Regions from separate parts of the Bicyclus anynana genome. Here region 2 is linked to region 1. The links are chromatin contacts, called in public Hi-C maps. All regions are on one chromosome and are shown on one strand. Each heading gives the region's core, a stretch centred on a gene start, on an enhancer-like site or on the middle of the called end of the contact. The rest is flanking DNA. Distances are from core to core; before and after follow the strand shown.

Region 1 (5,812 bases), core at 219-2,718:
TAAATACAGCTGCTATTTTAAGATATTGCAATTATTTGTTCTGTTAAAAGTACGACTAATATAAACAGAGAATAACATGTGCAAGTTTTAATTTCAAATTTCAAAAAAACCATGGAAACCAATAAAATGTCTCAGAAGACATTTTATTGGTTTCCATGGTTTCCAGATCTTGCGCCTAGCCCGCGTCTGCGGTAAAGTTTAATCCTTCCCGTTTCAAAAAAATTAAGTCAAAACGGACAACCGTTATCTTGGTGTAGGGTTGCCACGAAACTAACCTCCTTTACCTCCTTTAGGTTTTCTTCCTATAGCTACTATGAATTAAACTACGTATTCGCTTACAGTACTTATCTTGAAAGCCTGACAAACTTTGATATTTTCCAAAATGACGAATCTATTTCTAAAAGTGCCAGTAGGTACATTTTGATCAGTCGACGCAATGATAGCTGGCTTCGTTTTCAAAACACTGTCAAGTAACTATATGGCATCGGTTTGTTTACATAGGCAAATAGGTTTCGATCGATTCGGTACGATGTCGTTCACCCCGACGCATTAAGAATTTATAGATTCGATAATAGCGACCGGTTTCTAACCTCTGGTCCTTGGCTACCAGATATTGTTATCGTCAGTAAAAACAATTTATTACGCGGGCACGCCACGAGACTATCGATTTTATAGCCATTATGGACCTAGGTTAGGAACATAAATAATCACTCAAAAGAATAACCAATGATTGTTAATTACTCCAATTGTGTCATAATCTACCTACCCCTACCGTACCCTACACCTACCCTACTCCTACCATACCCCTACCCTATCCTAACCCTATCCAACCGCTTGGACTTTTTTATTTTTTCTCCGTAAGAACCATCCTCGTACTTCAAAAAATATGCTAAAAAAACAATTAGTGACATCGGTTCAGCCGTTCGACATTTGCGCTTACGATGAATTTAAGATTCATTTTTATATTATAGAATAAGAAACTTTGCATAATATCCTGATATTGTAAGTCGTCTTCAAACAAAAGTGAGAGGCAGATCATCTCGTCCCAGATACTAAGTCGGGTGAGGGTACAGTACAGGCCTCGAGGCTCCTTGCCTGGGTAAGGCGCGGGGGATCTTGTTCCCCCGTTCATGTTCCGGCCCCTTTCAGAGCTGAGGCCTTTGGGCCTAAGGGTAATAGTGGATGTCAACATAACTCGTTCTCAGACACTTAGTGGCTCAAACTATAGGCTACATGCCGACCCAAAGACCCTACCGTAGTCATGGTAGGCGATAGTCTCCAAGCGCAGAAGGCGTCGCGTCTCCCCCCGGCTCCTTGCGGGCCCGAGAGACTTCTTCTCTACGTAAAAAAAAATCCATGAGCTCCACCCGGACTGCGATGTTATCACAACAAACGTACAGCATCGCCCCTTGGTTGCAGAAGTCGGCCGCGCAGCACCTGTCGCGGCTGTCGGGCGCGATCGGCCCCGAGCGCATCTACGCGGACTGGCAGTGGTGGATCCTGGCGGCGCTGCCCTTCCCGCACCTCGTGCGCGTGCTCGACTGTTTCTTCCATGAAGGAATTAAGGTAACCCTTACTATAATCTAATCGTTATCTGTTACAAAGCCTTTGCTGAAACATCCCAATCCACTCCTCCGGCCTCCGGGCTATTAACTGTGGAAAAAGTTGAGCGGTTAAAGCGAGCTGATGTGCTCGATTCTGTGCAGACTTGAAGACAATAGTCTTCCTGCCTGGTAAAGCCAAATTTATTTGATCAAATCTCCTTACAGTCTGTCGACTGATTGCAGATACACAAAACAAAAAAAAAACTGTTACGCCGCTCCAAAGAGGTTTGGAGGGATTAAGGTTATAACTTTTAATTAACCCCCACTGTCAGATGTTAATAATAATGGAATGGAAAACAACGTCTTAACGTGCTCTCCTACTTTTACCAACTCCGGACTGAGAATTTTCTAAACTATTTTAGAAGAAAGAAAAGTTCCATGAACCGACCCAGAATTGAAACCCAGGACCTCGTGAACCGACATAGGATACCACTGGAGTCTGGACCAATGAGGCAATAACAGCGATAGTAGATATTATTAGGCCGAAATTATTGCAATTAACAACCAACCAATTCAACGTCATATTTTTTTCGGAATATAAGGTTTTTGTAGTTACTCCACGATCCTGCAGGCTAATTATTCACTTACACATCTATGACGTATGCTAGTTGACGTATACGAAATTGAGATTCTATGTAACAAATGTATGTCATCATCCTCTGATTATGCATTGTGCCCCCTTCCTTTCCTGTTTATATCCTGGATCGCTATATATTGTGGTTGTTTGATGTGCCTTTATTTGCTAACAGAGTTTTAATGGCTCTTAGCACATGGTTTAAGGCTTTAGATTACTATTAACTCAACTTAAGTTTGTATTATTTTTCTTTTACAGGTGTTCTACAGGGTAGCTCTAGCGATCCTTATCCTGTTCAACAAGCACTCCACCAACCAGAACTCAGAGTGGTACGCCGAGGCCACGAAGAACGGAGTCGATCACGCCGTCGACAAATTCTGCAGGAACATGCCTGCCTCTCCCACCAAGCTTCTAAGGACCGCTTTTAGTATAAGGGCACTAAGGTTAGAAAGGGTTCCGAGTGACAAAATGTTAGATTATAGTAGCGTTGTCCAGCGGTTTACACAGTTCAGTTGAAACAAATGCCATAAATACGACGCTTTAAAAAATTCATTATTAAAAAAATTAAATAACCCGACTGCTGGCAAGGTTAACAAAATATAATTCAATGATATAGTATAATGCAGAACTAGTGACTTTATTACAGTCGTAACCCATTATTATTGGAAAGTTTTGAGATGATTTCTATTTTTTAATGGATTCTAAAATTTGAAGGTTAGGCCTAACCTAACCTAACCATAACTTGAAAATAAAGACAATTTTAATCTAACAAAATAAAAAAGCTACTAACTAAAGTAAAGATGAAAAAGATAGTATGACTAACACTGTTAATAAAGATAATATCATGCTCAACAATGTTAATAAAAGTCTAATATTTCCAGTTCACAGTACATATCCCGGGTGTTCATAAAGACAGAGATGACGCTGAAGTCAAAGCAGGTGATCACTGGGTCGCGGCTGATGAGGTCGCGGTCCTCGGACAACCTGCCCACCAGCCAGTCGCAGGTCAACATACAGATGATGTCGCACACACTCACCATACGCGAGGTACGTCACTCACTTGCACACACACACATACACAAATAAACTAATGAGCGTAATCTTTTACATACAGGACAAGCCGATGATGAAGATTATAAATAATGTGGAAGCCAAAGACCGATCAGTCTATTTTATAAGAATTGTTCAAGTTTCAGGAATTGAAATTATATAGAACTATTCTATAGTAAAACATTTTTTGTCGTTGTAGTACCTCTAGATATCCAAATATTCAATTCAGCTATAAGCTGAAAGGCTGATTAAAATGGCAAAAAGAACTTGACTATTTATCGGCTCGGCCTTTGACTAACATATATGAACAAATTGGTAGCTATTTTAGTAACTCCTGAGAGTAATATATTTAAAGCTAAGAAAATGGGAATATATATTGATGAGTTGCAATTAATTTTTGTGGTAAATGGTATCCCATGCTTTTTGACCTATTTATTTATAAAAAAAATATATATATTCGATCGTGACATTTAACCGATGCGAACAAAGTTCTAACTACACCAAATGCACATCCACGCCATATTGAAAAAGGTTTTTATGTGAACGATATGAAAATAATATTGTGTATTAGAAATCATTTTACTTGGTTTGCAGAGAATGTCTGAGGAAACGTGCAAACAGATGGTATCGTACACGACAACATTAGGCGTGGCTTTCGCTTTTCTTTCTCATTCAATCATTCGGTTGCGTTTCTAACACAACTAACTTCAATGACATCGAATACTTAAGATTCGATGAGACAAACCATGAGTCTTAATTTCTTGTAAAATATATTTTATCCTTTGTCTCCTTTCCTTTATGTCAAATCCACTTTTTTGTTATGTTCAGATCTGTGTAGCGAAAGACTTTGTGAATACTTGTCATGTTGTGTCCTATCGATGTTATCATTGTACTCGACACGATCCTCATCAGACAACAGAACAACAACAACAACAAACAACACTCACACAAAAAGTGTTTCAAGATCATTGCATCGGCTTTGAATGGTTTTGTTACTATTTGCGTTATCCTAAATGTTTTGATGTGTTGTATTCGCCAAGTGTCCAGAATTTTGATTAAGTTGTGATATTAATATGTATTTAAGTTGATATATTAAGAAATATGGCATGCGTGTGAGATGGAGTGAGGTGGAGATATCGTGAACTGTAAGTTTTGGTGTGACGGGCAGTTGAAAATAGCTTGAGATTATTAACACCATGTGAATAGGTTTATTAGTAATTACGTGACGGCGCATGTAACCGATTGTTTTGTGTGAGTGCTAACTTTTGTGTCGATTTTCCCGTTAGGGCTCACATTCGCCCGGCCCGCGCGCCCTTTCGATGGGTGTTTATCCAATCCAAGCGATCAAGTCGCAGATTCTTGACCAGAGTGAAGTAAGATTACGTAGTATTGTCACCAACAAACTTCTAAATGTCGCCGTTTTTTGAGCTTGCGACCATCATCGATGTTTAGATGCACCGCTTGCCTCTTTAGGTGTTTATTTATTTTAATATTGAAGCATACGCTGCTTTTTTTTTTAAATATTCCTCCAGTTCGGTTCGCTTCGATTTTTTGTTTTACATTACGATATTATTTTGCATTGTTGTTGTAAATCTTAATGTGATTGTTGATTCAGATTTTGTTATTTTTAATATGTGATTCTTAAATTCTATTTTGGGTTTCCAATTTTAATATTTTTATACATTTGAATTTGATTTAAATAACATGATTTATAATTAAATCTGAAATCGACGACAGCTTGAGTTTTGCATGAAAGCTCGGTTTCCCCAAATCAAAGGACTTCCATTGTGCTAGTGTCATATCCCTAACTGAGTCGTTTATTGTAGGCCAAGAAAATAAGACTGCAAAATAATAGTAAATATATAACACTAGACATCAAATTTAAAGCTACCGTGCATAAAAACATTCTTCAACATTCGGAAAGACTATTCTCAAAACGTAGTGTCTTAACTCTTAAGTCACATCAGTCGGATCCTATGCATTATCATCTAGGAGTGTTCACAGAGCCCACGATCCTCTCACCTGGCCCTGTGGTTCCCATTCCCTAACGCGGTGTTCAAGGATCAGCGCCAGCATTCTTCAGACCTACGTCAGAAGGTTCGACTAGGGATCAATTAAATATCACTATTTATCTTGGGGTTATACTTGGTAGCTTGATATAATATTTGGAAGTATGACGCCGTTTATATCTCTCTACGATTTACAGTTTACTTTTTTTATCATTATTTCAGGATTAAATAGTTCATTTAGAAGGCACTCTTTGGGCGTGGCAATCGCCATTAACAGTCTGATATTTTTTATTATTGAATAAGTAAATGTTTTTGAGAGTTCATTTAATTCAAATTTTATAATTTGGTCAATGTGACGGAGATTTTCTAGTAAGTTATAGTTTGTCATTACATATTCATGTTCTTTACACAATTCTAAGAGAGATATAAACACAAATTATATCGATGTTTAACGTCACCGCACTATTTCGGGTTGCAAAAGGCAGAGGACTAATAGACACACATTTCACCAACAAGTTCACATTAAATCCTATCATAATAATATTATTACTTTTATTATAATTCTATTGCTAGCT
Region 2 (5,979 bases), core at 1,354-3,853, 49 kb before region 1:
TTACATTTCTATTTAAATTTGAAATGCATTATACGTTATTATTATTAGGTAGGTATTATTAATTGTTTGATTTGATCTGATACATGAAATAAATGTCAAATACCTAGGAAAACAGTCAGTTTGACAGGTTTAATGGAATTAATTTGCTGTCAAACGGTTCCGATCGTTAATGCTGATGTTTAGAAAAAGTAAACTTTCAGGCTTAATTTATAGTTAGTTAATGTATAGTGTGGAAGTCGCTTTAAAACTCGCATCATTGAAATGAAAATTGCTTTTATGATATTTGTGTTGTTCATCGCGTCACAGTTCATTAATTCCAAGATACGTAATCAGTAAGTGCCATTGTGATATCATTCCATAATTTACGTAATATTATGTTCCACTAAGATTACATTTAATGACTCACTGTAATTTCATTCGGTGCATTCTAGAAATAATGATTAAGTGGATTCATGATAATTCCTAATTTCATCGAGATGAGTTTCTAAAAATTAAGTATTTACTTCGACAATTGAGGATGTAGAAACTTGTAATCTGCTACAAAATCTGATCTGCTCGCGGAGCCACCATGGTCCAAACTACAGTAACTCACACCTGATGAAAAATCTTCTAGCTTTTATAAAATGGCTAAGGTCACACAGGCAATGTAGTCTATTTATTGTTAAAACTTCGAGATACGGTCACGTATATGACGGTACAAGTATCTATATAGTAAAACCTACTCAAAATAAACGATTATGCTCTGTGTTACTATTGCTATATGTATTCCGTTATTTGTATGTATTCCGTTGCAGAAAGACTGTTGGAACAATTGCCAAGAATCGGATGATAGATTTGCGTTCACTTAAAATTGTTTGCACTGGTACCGGTTGTAATATTGAATCATTTGAGATAGCGTTCAATTTACTGAATACAAAAGCTTAAGTTCTCAATAACAACGCACACTTGAAACAGGAAAACGTTCGTATTTTTGTTAGCGTCAACTCTATAATAAACGAAACAGAAAGATGAATCTATTAATATCCTAATAACGATATTAGAATTGATGCCTATTATTATACATGTTGCTCGTTTTGCTACCAGTGGACAACCTATGTGAGCTACGAGATCCCGGGTTGAAGTTTTAGGTTAAGCTATGTAAGACTAAGCTTTTCTTCTAAGAAATTTTCACCGTAAAATCTCAGCCCCGAAGTTGAGAAGGTCGCGGTGTTACACCCCGTGCTACGAAGAGCACGTTTAGGCGTTCCTGGATATTATCATTAACAACAACAACACCGTACCCCACCCGTATTGTTTTAGCGGGGTGGGTCTAAGCTCCATATATATACCCTCTCCTACAAAGCGGGAGGCCTGAATAAAATGCACGTTATCTAACGTAACGTCGTTGTATTTTACTCGTATACCTATCGTCGAAGGCTTTCGTTATAAAATAGACATAATCACACTTTTCATATTTATGTTTAAAAAGTACTCTAGCTTATTTAAGAGAGGAACAAAGTTTACAAAAGTTGTCTGCCTAGCCAGAAATACATTGTATTGTGGTACAATCGCTTAGTATGGCTTTTAAGACACACCCAGTTAGTTTTTGTAAACATTTTTATTAACCGACTTCCAAAAAGGAGGAGGTTCTACGTTCGGCTGTATGTATGTTTTTTTTTTTTTTTTTTTTTTTTATTTAAAGCTGTTTTTTTTTTTCGTGTTTTAATTAAAGCTGTTTCTGGAATAACCACAGAAATTTTGTAGTTTAAACGTATTTAATTAAAACATCACTGGCTTGGCACCGCCTTCAAACTGATCAGAAGGTAGCACATAGGTAGGATGTTATTTTTTGCTTTTTAGTTAAAGTTATTTTTTGAGTTGGAAGTCGGTTGAATTTTTTTTATTAAAATTTTTTACATCTACTGACTTTTTATACACATTTTTACTACGTTATTTATAATTGGTGGGTCGAGTATTAAATATATCTCAAAACTGGTTTCGCAAAGTTGCGTATGTGTAAGATCTAGGAAAAAATTATAGGGTTGTCAAATGGGAAAATGTGTTAAAATATAGCAATCTAATATATAATAATATATATTATGCTAGAGAAAATATTAAACATTTTTTGATGTTCGCCCGAGGAGAGTTCGAATGTTGAGGGATATGGAATAACATTTAAACATTTAAATTTAACAACAAACATTAAAATATTTCAAGTAGGTACCTAAGTCTTTTATTATTTTCGATTCATAAGTACCGCTCTACAACCTGATAAAATCAAAAATGTATTTTTAAAACCTATTGCGTAAAAGATTTCGATAAATATATATTCGCAAAAAAATTGCTTTTACAAATCTAATGACACCGAATATGTTAGAATTAGACTAGACTCCACGCCACGAAAAAGTCCCGCGGTTAAAACCTGAACTAAAATTGACAGCGCCTTACGCAAATAACAATAAAACCGCCATTACTAAACGACAATGAGTGCCATTAAGACATTAGCGCCGCGTCTACAGAGTAGAGCGTGTCAAAGTATGACACAGAATAAATCGCAAGGTAAGCCCATAGACAGGAAGTAATTCTTTGCATAATCTCTCACAGCCGTCAACCCTAACGCCGGCATGTAAACAGTGTGTGGGCGGCCTTGGGCGTGAAGGACACTGCGCGCGCGCAGACTGCGTGCACGCCATGCGCAAGGCGTTGCGAATTAATGAGTGTTCCGTTTTTTTTTTACTAGCGGCTGCGTTTTTAACCCAGCCGTGTGTTCTGCTGCCTTATAGCGGTCTTTATTATTTACGTTTTTATCAATAAGCTTATTAATAGGAATTATATTATTTTCATCTATTAAGTTAGCTTGTTCCACTTCGTAGCATGAGTTCCGGAGAAAAAAACTTCTTGGTTCTTCTTTCGAGAATTTCTCAAAAAAGACCTTGCAGTTTATATTGCTATTGCAAGGTCTATTTTTCACGATGTGCTTTTGTAAGCTCCTCCATCTGTCCTTCTCTCTTTAATAGTTTTGGATGCACCGTCCTATCTCTCTCCGGTCATTTTGGATGCATCACGTTACGTCATCACATACACGTGCGCAAGCACAAAAGCGTAAATTATGACATTTTCAGAACGAAATTCTTGCTCCTTTAATTTTTTCAAAAATTCGATCAAGTGGGAAGAAAAAACGGTTGGCTGGATTGAATTGAAACTTTGTAGGGTTTTTGTGGGTATATTGAACAGTAAAAGGCACACTTAACGTCAGTGGTTTCCGCAATATTTTTGATTGGGCGCTTGACTTTCCAAAAAACGACAAAAAGCCCTTTTTTGGATGCTTTTTCAAATTCATGTAATGATTGAAAAAAAAATTTTTTTTCAAAATTCAATTGCCAATCCTTGTAGAAAGTTTATTCAAGTTTTTGAAACCAACCTCAAAATTTCTGTGCGATCATTGGTTGCTGAGATATTGGTAATCAAAGACAAAATGATCTTTTTCCATTCAAACATCGATATCTCAGCGAGAAATGCTCGTATCGAGATTTAAAAAAAACGAAATTAAATCTGAATAAACAAGCTATCCGGTCCATATAGAAGTTGAGTCGAAAAAATTTTTTCCACGTCCGTAGATTAAAAAAAAAAACCAAAAAAATTTCGAAAATTTTTTTTTCGGTGGTTTTCTTATGATTACTCGAAAAATATTTTCAAAAAAAAATTTTCAAACTCAGATCCAAAAACTAAACACTTAGAGCTACAATTTGCTTTTTATTTTTTTGCTGTACGACCATTTTTGTATAAGTTACAGACTGTTGAAAATCCCCCAAAAATTTGGATTTTTTTTCTGCTCCCTTAATTTTTGTGCATAGTATATATTAAATTTACAAATCAAAATCAGCAAAAAAATTAAAAACACAAATCCGGTTTACCTGTTAAATGTAAACATGTTCGACCTTGGAATTCCCTTTACGTTATATTCGTAGGTTGTTTGTTCACTGCTTGAGCTTTTTTGTCTTAGGGCGGAAGTCCGGTCGCATTGATTTTGGCTTTTATCACACAAAAGAAGTCCTTCATATATTTTAGAGCCTATAAGATCAAAACAGGTTTTGTTGTGGAGCTCTTACTACAACAAAAGAGTGTAGAAACCCTGACTAAGGAGGATGGAAACGATGGATTCTATGCTTACAAAATGAATCTTCAATCTTATCCCATCACATCATGGCACATTACATAAAAACCATGTTATTCTCTACACCGGCGAAGGGGGCGTGGCTTTACTACACGCGATCTAACGGCATGATGAACACTTGTGTGTGTTTTTGCACGGATAACGCGCTAATAATAAAATTTACAAAACAGGTTGTCATTCTATGTCATCATAGTATAGATAATAGAATCTTACGTAAAACTAAAAGAGTCATATTTTAAGCGACAATGTTGATGAGTTTTATACGTTAAATGAAATTTAGTTATATTTCGATATCACAATCACTTTTTGAGAATGTTCACGAAATGTCCGCTATAATTTCTGTAGAGGTGTCATGTTTCTGCTCGTTCAAATAGATTCTATGTGCAAGTCATTTATGGCCATTTATTAATACTTTTTGAGCAATTACAAATTTCTTGACCTTTATTTACATGAATATCAAAATGTAGATCGGTAGGAATATCTAACATTTACATCATAGTAGACAGTTTACTCGTAGGTTCACGATTGTGTGTTATGTTCTACATTCCTCTGAAATAACTTACCACGCGATTAGATACATCTTTTTTCTTAATCCCATCCACTATATTTGCGAATCAACGAGCTCCGTTGACAGCTATATTTAGCACAACTGCCGCCATCCAACAACCAGGTTTTTCTGGGTTGATCGCGGTGACAAACGATTATTGGTTTGTATTTTATGTTATTTATCTTTACGTATTTATTTACAAAACGCTTTCGGTCGTTGCTCCCACTTTGCGCAACACGTGGCCTTTTAAAGGAGCGTTATTTTTTATCTTTTCCGAGATTAACGTACGTCGAACTCATTATGCAACGATTAAGCTCGTGATTTTTAAATTTCAATTTTATCATAATTATACAAGCCTCTGAACATTTTACATTCATTATGTGATTTAGTATTGAAAGGAAGTTGTAATTTGAACCCGTATATGTTTCATTGAAGATTGTTTGTCTATATGTATTCGAGTTGGACTGATTGACATGCATCCTGTCTGCAAATGGGTTGTCTAGACGTTTATAGTACGTATCCTTTTCAACTTTTGTTAACAACGATTTTCTCATTAAATGAACAACTATGCTATTTGAATGCATGTTTTATTTACAGATACGTATTTTAAAATATCTACTAAATCTTTTATCTTTATCTCTCGGCAAAAATACGTTTTTATATTCCTTTTTTACAACAAAAATATTTAATTTAGCTTCTGTTTGTACAGGTATAATAAGCCTTTAATACTGGCTGTCTGTTATTTTTTGTCTCCGTGTTATCTCGTGCACTGATTACAGTGATACCGTGTTTTTAACACTGATGTTATGTTATTTCGCGTACCTTATTGAAAATTCTACTTGGTGCATACATTTATTTTGCGGTATATCCTGATTTCGGTCTATTTAGGTTTTCTAGTAGCCTTTATAGAGCTAATCGATGTCCTAATATAACATAATCTATTGAAATCTAGGAAAAATAAACCATTTATGTGACAAATGTCCGTAGCCAGTTTATACGTAGGTACAGTTTGAAGACAAAATGTATAATTTATAGACGCGTTCTAACACGGTCGGCCTTGCCCGCAAAGTGGATAATCACGAACCGACTTGCGAATAATATGTCCGCCACAGATTGGATAACAGATTTAAATGTGTTTACTAAATCAATTCGCGACTATGACTCTGTTGCACGATTTTCTAAAAAAAAATTAAAGCAAAATACTGGCCGAGGAAGAGATGAGGATTCCGTACCATGACAAAAACAAGGATACTTTCACATGGATTTTATTAATTTGTTA

Evidence for each region. A called contact is a pair of places that touch in the nucleus more often than the background predicts.
Region 2: a Hi-C map of whole body shows a contact between it and region 1, with 1.6 times the contacts expected there. The contact joins two enhancer-like sites. A contact is called at or near these places in 2 of 2 Hi-C or Micro-C datasets (whole body and whole larva).

Annotation. Positions count from the first base shown.
Region 1 is chr3:17,084,712-17,090,523 of ilBicAnyn1.1, reverse strand. LOC112048889 (GTPase-activating protein skywalker) reads left to right here. Exons shown (of 13, transcript XM_052891372.1): 6 at 1,420-1,566; 7 at 2,437-2,621; 8 at 3,060-3,225; 9 at 5,233-5,325. Among protein-coding and RNA genes, the nearest start is that of LOC112048894, 18 kb to the right of the region's middle. Within about 2 kb of position 1,468, at least 7 of the 8 cell types and tissues checked have open chromatin away from gene starts, as enhancers often do.
Region 2 is chr3:17,134,450-17,140,428 of ilBicAnyn1.1, reverse strand. The region is part of intron 3 of LOC112048889 (GTPase-activating protein skywalker); the gene reads left to right. Among protein-coding and RNA genes, the nearest start is that of LOC128198037, 17 kb to the right of the region's middle. Within about 2 kb of position 2,603, at least 8 of the 8 cell types and tissues checked have open chromatin away from gene starts, as enhancers often do.